3 separate regions of the Anser cygnoides genome follow, and all the other regions are linked to region 2. Evidence: chromatin contacts called from public Hi-C data. All regions are on one chromosome and are shown on one strand. The core of a region is the stretch at or near the end of the contact, and the rest is flanking DNA. Distances in the headings are between cores, read along the strand shown. Region 1 has its middle 52 kb from the start of NDUFA10. Region 2 overlaps HDAC4 (histone deacetylase 4). Region 3 has its middle 79 kb from the start of HDAC4.

Region 1 (2,700 bases), core at 200-2,699, 320 kb before region 2:
TCCACTCGTCTGTTTTCCTTTGAGGATTAACGCCGATATGTAGACATGTTTTTCATCTTCTGTTCAGAAGGAGCTGCCTGCTGCTGGGGTCATTGCAGGGAACCAGGAGAGAAGAGATCTCTGCAGATTATCAACACCTGTTAGGGCATTTTTTGGGGTGTCGGCTGAGGCCGTCTGCCTTACCCGTGGTAGGACGGGGTGGGAGTGAGGTGTGCAGATGGAGCCCACGTTAGCCGCCGTTTGGACTTGGGGCCTGTGTTGCGTGTGGTAGGACCGTGGCCAAAGCGTGACACGGCTTCCTCTTCGCTCCGGCCCCGATGCGCTCAGCCCGCTGCGTTGTGCAACGCTCCCCAGGAGGCCAGGTCCATCCTGCCAGCCCCAGCGGTGCTGCTGCAAGTCACAGAACCACACAGTATCCGAGTGGGAAGGCACCCACGAGGATCACAGAATCCGACTCCTGGGTCCCCCAAGGACCACCAAAAAAAAAAACCAACGTACCAGTATGCATCTTGGAGAGAGGTAGCTCCCGAATCCTGCGGGCAGCCACAAATCCTGCTGCCAGCCCCGTGGAGAGCCCCGTGCCACGCAGGCTGGTGGGGCTGGGGCTCCTCCTGCAAAACCTTCCAGCTCTGCCCGGCTGGCACAGCCGCACCATCCCCGCCCGGCTGCGCTCGTTGCACCCACGCCAGGTCCCTGCGGGGTGGCTTCCCCGTGGTGCCTGCGTGCACGCAGCACTTTGGCAAGGAGGCTCGTGTAGCTGGACACCGCATCCGCTCCCTCAAAGAGCTTAATGTTAAACATGCTCTGCTGGCAGGAGCGTTTACGAGCCATGGAGGCAGCGAGGGGAAAATGACTTTGATACCCAATAAAGCTTTTTCCTGCCTGTTCAGATCTGGGTTGCGATACCGCTGGGTCGCAAGGGGTCACCTCACGCCGGTGTGTCCTGGCACAGCTCTGAGCACACAACAACCCGTTCACCTCCTCCCTGTCCTCTTTGCTTTGTGCCTCCTGCACCGTTTTATGTGCAGGGGACGTCCTGACCAGTGACTACTAAACAAAGGTCTCGGCCGGCGCAGCGCAACTGGGTGAGCACCTCCACCTCGTGCAAAGCCTCCGGTGTACCCATGGTGCTGGTTTCCCGTCGGATGCACGGGGCTTTCCCAGCACACCCCATTAGGTGGCAATGCAGCCTGCTGCTCCGCGCGGCGCCTGGGGATGGAGGCAGCCAGCACGGGCCCGGGCCCGGGGGCTGCAGGCTGCAGGGGGCTCTGAGCACACTTCTGCTGTGCTGAGAACTCGGCTTCTGCTGCCCACGCCGTGAGCAAGCCTGGGATTTCCCATCCTCCCGGCTTTGAGGCGCCCCGTGGTGGCCTTTGGGTCAGCCCTGTCCCTTGCGTGGGGTGCAGGGCTGCTCTTGCAAGCGGGGGACTTCCCGGGCCAGCCAGCAGCGTTACTCCGGGGCCACACCGAGCAGCATCACCTCTGGGAGCGCCCGTGCGGTGGTGGCACGGGAATGCCGGGGTCTGAGACGGGCTGAGACCAGAGCGTGGGCTGGGGGCTGCAGGGGGTCCTCCCCAGGGAAAGCAGGAGGGACACCGGTGCTCCAAGCAGCCCGGCCACCGCCCCTGGGGCTGCAGCACCTGCTCTGCCTCCCCTTCTCCCAGGCTGTGTGGGTCGAGCACCCCATTGCCCCGCCGCCCCCGAGTCCAGCTGGGCGTTATCTGGCGATCAGAAAGCGCTCAGGTCTGGATCGCAAACACAGCAGCGTTTCGCCGCAGCCCGGCCAAGGGGAGCTAAGTAATATTAAAGCGTGATATTTCGTTGCCGTGTAATTAGCTTCAGCTGCTTTCGAGTTGAAGCAAATTACGCTCAAAGACCGTTTTTTGTACCGGGGAGAACTTTGAACTGCGTTAGCAGCCCCTTTGTAGCCTGGGAGGGAGCAGCCCAGGCGGAGCAGGGAGGCTGCTCCTGTCTGCGGCGGGAGCTCCGTGTGTGGTTTCAGACGAGATAGCGTGGCCCCAACCAGCCCCGTTCGGGTGCGCCCGCTGCGGTGCCCAGCCTCCCCTGCAAACAAAGACAGAGGTTGTTCACCCTGACTGTAATTAACCCTGAAAGGGAGAGCCCCGGGCGTGGGGAAACCACCGCGGCACCCCAGGAGAGCCTGCAGTCCCCCCACCGGTGCCTTCTCCACTCGGATGCATCCCAGGGTGCCCCCGAGATGTTCAGATGGTGGCTGGGAAAGCCTCGCCGCTCGACCTGCTGCGGCCGGAGGGGACATGCCCCGTGCCACATGTCCCCTGCGGGACGGGTGGTCCTGCGGTGGGCACCTCCTGCCCCTCGCACCGTGCAGCGCGTGGCACAGACCCGATAGCTCGTGGCTGAGCTGCTGCTGGGTTTGCAGGCAGAAGGTCTGCCTGGGCTGGTGGTGCCAAGCCCTGTGCAGGAGAACCCTCCCCGTCCTGGAGAAGCTGCTCTGGGAGAGCAGGAGGACTCCAGCAGCTCGTCTGCGATGCCTCAACTGGGGGCGGCTTAATTGTCTTTGATAAATTCATGAGATCATAAAAACAAATGAAGATGGGAAGCACTTGTGCGAAGCCCTGGTTGCCGGTGGGATGCAAGACAGATGCGTTTGGACCAGGCACGAGTGGATGGAGCCCAGCATCCAGGGGTGCTGCAGGGGCCCCGCGCTGGCCAAACAAA
Region 2 (2,700 bases), core at 45-2,544:
CTGGTATCTTTCAGGACTGCCCCTCCATGCACAGTCTCTGGTTAGTGGAGAACGGGTCTCCCCTTCAATACACAAACTCCGGCAGCATCGCCCGCTGGGGCGCACGCAGTCTGCTCCCCTTCCCCAGAACGCCCAGGCCCTCCAGCAGTTAGTGATCCAGCAGCAGCACCAGCAGTTCTTGGAGAAACACAAACAGCAGTTCCAGCAGCAGCAACTGCACATCAACAAGGTAGGCACAATGCTTTTAAAGTCCTTCTTCCTCATTACGGCAACACCATTTTTAGCCAACACCATTTCATAGTTTTTTGTGCTGTAATGTATGTGGTCTGTAACTCCATAACTGATTGGCCTTCATCCTTGAGCCTTTTTTTCATGATTTTGAGAAATATGTCAGCAAGGATGGGGTACGTGCATCACCACGGCAAGGATCAATACCTCTGTTGCAGGTATTGGAAAGGCAGAACAATTCAAACTTCTGACTTTCCAGTAATGCTTTTAAAAGTTGTCATTGCTTCCATTCGTCCACATCTGGATCTGTGTCAGTTTTGCAGCAGAGAGCATAAAATGCTGTCAGGGAGTATGGGGAAAATACCTAATGTGTATATGTTCACTTTGAACGGGAGAAGAATCAGTAATACGAATTTGAGAGAGAAAAGGTGAGGGATTTCAGGCATAACGCTAGAAAATAACTGAAAGTGAAGATATTCACATATACTGAGGCATTTTTCATTGAAATTACCTTCGGAAAGAGAAAAGCTGTTCCCATCTCCAGTCCAGATTCTTTGAACTGTGGCTCTGTGTAAAGCATTACAGGTTTCAATCCATTTCTTCTCCTAAAAATGAGGACAGTATTGCTGTGCATCCTGCAGAGGTTGTTTTGAAGATTAATTAGATATGATTCAAGAATTGCTTTGAAGAAAGAAAGTGCTATGTTTATTAACTCGTTTTCTGTAAATCACTTGGAGAACTTAGGTGAACATTGGAGAACACTGTTCATCAGCACGCAGGTTTTGCAATTGCTGGGCAGCCAAAATGATCTGCTTGGGCATCCCAATATTATTGCTGAAGCTGAAACAGAGCTGCTTGGAGGTGATTGCTTGAGCATGCATTAAACAAGATAAAACTCTCCTGATGTTCTAGCCCATCAGAAGGTAAAACTCACCCTTTAAGGGCAAGAGATCAGATCACAAGCGGCATGGATGGAGCTATTGCATTTGACCCCAGATGAGGTTTTGTCCCAGGATTTCAGAAGGCAAAGTCTGTTAATGGACTTGGAACGTAAAAGGGCTGTGAGGGAAAGGTGAAATAAATCATAATCAGTGCGATATTTTTCTGGCTCTTTGGTTTGTACTGTTTTATTTCCAGTTGTGGCTTTCTTTAAGAAACAAGTCCAGTAGTAGGCTTCAGGTTCTGGTGGACAAGTAAGATAGCAGGCATGCCTTTCAGATTGCTGCAGTTTGATTTATGGCAGAGGTTTCTCCAAATATTTTCACTTTTCCAGTCATATGAGAAAATATAACTGCTGAGAGCCGGATGAAAAATAATAATAATAAATAAAACAACTTTCCAGTAAGGAGAAAGAGACAGCTTTAAAGAAAGACACCCCCACCCCCCCAAAACTTTGTTTACGGACTAGAGCGAAGGCAGGATGATTACACAAGTTGCTGACGTCAATCTTGTACTTCTGGATCGTGGCCACTGTGCACCGCGCGTGCCAGCCCTGGACCTCATTCAGCCCCGCACACCGGGGCGGCGGAGCTGCTGTTTCCATGGACGTTTCTCTTACCTCCCTCCAAACACACTTTGTGTAGCGAGCGTTAAAACTAGGATCGTCAGACTCGGGGCGCTAGGTAGGGTTTCTTTGTTAGGAAATAAATTTCAGTTCAGCGGTCTGTTTGTTTTAGTTTTTAAGGATTTCCATTGCCAGCACTTGCAAGCGTCCAAAGACTTCACAGTGACGTCCTACCGAACTCATTCAGGCTTTCACTGAGACCTCCCAGAAGCTGCAGAGCGTGTGCGATTCGAGGAGGCTGAATTTCAGCTTTGTTAGCACTGCGATGTATCACATCCACGGGAGAGGCGGGCGGGGGGAGCGCAATTAAACCAAATGCACAGGGGCAATTTCCATGTGTTTGATTTATATAAGCAATGAGTTAAAAGCGCTTCGGTACTAGCTCTGTATGTGTGTGGCAAATTTATCCCATGGGATAGCATCCAAGTGCTGACATGGAAGAAGACTTTTCCCAGACACACGGATATTTTAAGACCCTTGTGTGTAAGACAGTGAGGGCACAACTAAAAATAATGTAATAGATTGCTGCCTTTTAATTATTAGCAGAACCGACAGCACTGTCTGTTAAGGTTGTGTTGTATTATTTCCTGTAAATAGTAGGAGACTGTTTTCAATTGCTTGTGATTTTTCCTGAGTTTAAGATTTTGGCCTTAAACTTTCCTGTTAGGTGTCTACATCAGATTAAAATTTTGAGGAGATTGCAGCCAAAACAAGTCTTGTTGTTTCCAAGAAGGCAGCTAAGGAAAATATGTTGTTTTTCTCCCAGTTAATAATAATAAGAATCATCTAGGGGATTTTGCTGTAGAGCCTTGGTTCCTGAGGCTTTGGAGCAGGAACTTGAAACTTGACAAATGGGGAAAAATGTGAGGAAAGAATGTGAGGACCTCTCTGTGGAAAATGAGGGTCAC
Region 3 (2,700 bases), core at 62-2,561, 260 kb before region 2:
TTGCACAACCAAGGAACCCTGTGCTGCTCTTTGAAGCCCGTGCACACAGAGGCAGTGGTTTGACTCCCTCCTCATCCTGCACCACGTCCGTGGGGTGTGCTCAACGAACACACTGCCTTGTGGTGTGCTCTGAGCCCTGCACCAGCAGAGACGGCTCATCCCCACCCAACGCAAAGTAACACACAATCCGTTTTGTTACTGGCAGCAGTGGGGGGAAAGAGAACCTCTAAAATCCATAAATCAGATGCCTCTCAAATTGTGTGGGATTAAGGAAAAGGTGTGGAATAGAAATAATTTCCTTGGGGGAAACTATATCATTTCATTTGCCCAGGAAAATAGTACACATTCATCATGTGTGTCTTCCAGAGACTTTAAAAAGAATTAAATGTGGGGTCGGATTAAATGAGAGGTCGGAGGATGCAATTATGAGCGTGGTTTCTCTGGGGGCAAAGTGGGAGGAAGAAATTCCCCTCCTGCCCCACGTCCCAGCATTTTGTACTTGCCCTAATGCTGAAGTTCACTGCCTCTGTTGTTGTGTTGTCCCCCCACCCTGCTCCCTAAAATGCACATGCAGAATGAAACACTGGAATAGGCCAGATACCAAAACCTGGCAAGGAGCAGCTTATTATTAGTTTTTAATCCAGATCCCACCCATTGTGGGATCCCATCCAGTGGAAGCAGAATGTCTCCATCTGGCTTTGCTGCCAAAGAACGTTTCCACGCCCCAAGCCCGGAGTCAGCCTGCAATTGGTGGTGTTTGGCAGTGGGTCCGTGGTGACAGCCCTGGAGAGGGGCAGGGGCTGAAGCCAGCATTCCCTGTGCTGAGGTTGGTTTGTTGTCACCCCCCTCGTGTCCTGGGCACACCATGGAGCCTGATGCTGGCCTGGGGACCATGCTGTGCCCCATCTACAGCTGGCTGGTGGGATCTCCATGCAGTGAGGTTGGCAGGACCTCCATGCAGCGTGGCTGGTGGGATGTCCATGGAGTGTGTTTAGCTGGACCTCTCTGCAGTGTGGTTGTTGGGACCAACATGAAGCATGGTCACAGGGCACACGGACAGCCCAGAGCCACCTCCCCATACTGCCACGCTGGAAAAAGTGGGACAAGGAAGGCAAGGTGAGGTGAAACACACTGAGAGCTTTTGACACGCTCCCATTAGCTGGCGGGCACAGGCTGTACGGTATTGCTGCAGACTCTGATCTCACCATGCTAATTTAAGACAGAAACTGCAACTTTATCTGCAAATATATGAAGCAATAATCAATAGCAGCCTTCTCCTGCCAGCCGTGGTCATGTCAGCACCCTGGCGTGCTCTCAGCTGCAAGCATTGAGACAGTAGCAGGGGGAGGTGGAGGTGGGGGAAAGAGGAGGCGTGCAGGCAGGAGGAAAGCAAGGACACGGTGGGGATGCAGGGCTGTTTCCCCTCACCTTGCCACACCACAAGGCACCGTCAGGTCGGGCACGGCTGCGGGGGCAGCTGGGGCAGGCAGCCAGCCATGGTAGGCATGGGGAGGAGATGGATGTGTGCCACCTCCCAGCCAGCGCGCACCCTGGCAGCTCATAAAAGCAGCAGGTCTTGGCAGCGTTTGCTCTGTTTTAACAAGGCCATCTGCTCCCAGTGACCAGCAGAGCAGCTCCTCTGGCAAAGCCTGGCCAGAGTCAAGATGGAATCCAGCAGGTTCGGCCTCGCGAGGCATCCTCCACGTGTCCCAGGACAGCAGTGGATGAAAACAGCTCGCCGCTCAAACAGCAGCTGTGACCCCCAGGCAGGTGTAGCCCCACTGCTGCCCACGTGTGCCTCCCTCCCTCGCCGCTGCCACCTGCACCTCCTCGGCATGCAGTGACTCCAGCTCTCCTTCATGCCTGCTCTGGCACTGACAACCTCAAAATGGTGTCATCTTCTTGGAAAGTCCAACCAATGGTTGGATGCTGCAATCAGTGCTAAACTGAGCTCCAGTTGTTCATTTAAGGTAATGCAATTACCAAAACCCAGGAGTTTTGTAAGGGTTGTTAGGACTTTCGCCTTCTGTTCAGGCCACGGTCTTTCCCGCAGCCTCCTCTGGAGGTGCAGATGGCATCTCGCATCAGGAGCAGAAGATGCAAGGCCAGTCTCATCCACTCTGGCAATTCCCTCATCTCTGAGCATCGTTCCCCCCTTCTACAAAACAAGCATGCTTAGCACTACATGATCTCGGCATCTGAGTCGCCTGACGGCTTTAGAAGGGAGTAAACATTCATCCTGCTGACACGGCAATAAAACCGGTGCATCTGGAAAAGAGGAGTCAGCAGCAGATGTGCCCCTGCAAACTGCTCGCCGTGATGAATGCTCTTCCCAGATACTGCTAATCCCTTTTCTCTTGCTCCTAGACCTCCTTAATTGTGCTCCCTGTGATTAAACAACTCTTTGAAGACATCTCTAGGAGTTATTTCTTCCACGCAGGAATGTCACCTGCCGGGTTCGTAGCCTTTGGCTCTGGGCATAAGGAGCTCGTTTTGCAAGGCAGCCGGGGACAGCGCCGTCCGGGTGCTCCCACGTCCCCAGTCTCCTCGGGGCAGAACCTCCACCAGCAGGTCAGGGCCACCAGAAGGCCAGGCAGGGACATTAGGCCGGGCAGGGATGTGAGGATGACGGATTTCCAGGGATGTGCTGCTCGTCCCTGCACCAGAAGCAGGCGTTTTGTGCAGGATGGGCGCTGGCAC

Evidence for each region. A called contact is a pair of places that touch in the nucleus more often than the background predicts.
Region 1: a Hi-C map of liver shows a contact between it and region 2, with 1.7 times the contacts expected there. The contact joins two enhancer-like sites. A contact is called at or near these places in 5 of 7 Hi-C or Micro-C datasets (fetal liver, granulosa cells and liver).
Region 3: a contact with region 2 is called in a Hi-C map of liver, with 2.2 times the contacts expected there. The contact joins two enhancer-like sites. A contact is called at or near these places in 2 of 7 Hi-C or Micro-C datasets (both in liver).

Annotation. Positions count from the first base shown.
Region 1 is chr6:13,029,455-13,032,154 of Taihu_goose_T2T_genome, reverse strand. No RefSeq gene overlaps it. Among named protein-coding and RNA genes, the nearest start is that of NDUFA10, 52 kb to the left of the region's middle. Within about 2 kb of position 1,449, at least 2 of the 3 cell types and tissues checked have open chromatin away from gene starts, as enhancers often do. A contact at or near this core is called in fetal liver and liver, where this site is marked.
Region 2 is chr6:12,710,220-12,712,919 of Taihu_goose_T2T_genome, reverse strand. HDAC4 (histone deacetylase 4) reads left to right here. Exons shown (of 26, transcript XM_066999846.1): 11 at 1-229. Among named protein-coding and RNA genes, the nearest start is that of TWIST2, 140 kb to the right of the region's middle. Within about 2 kb of position 1,294, at least 2 of the 3 cell types and tissues checked have open chromatin away from gene starts, as enhancers often do. A contact at or near this core is called in fetal liver and liver, where this site is marked.
Region 3 is chr6:12,972,297-12,974,996 of Taihu_goose_T2T_genome, reverse strand. No RefSeq gene overlaps it. Among named protein-coding and RNA genes, the nearest start is that of HDAC4, 79 kb to the right of the region's middle. Within about 2 kb of position 1,311, at least 1 of the 3 cell types and tissues checked has open chromatin away from gene starts, as enhancers often do. A contact at or near this core is called in liver, where this site is marked.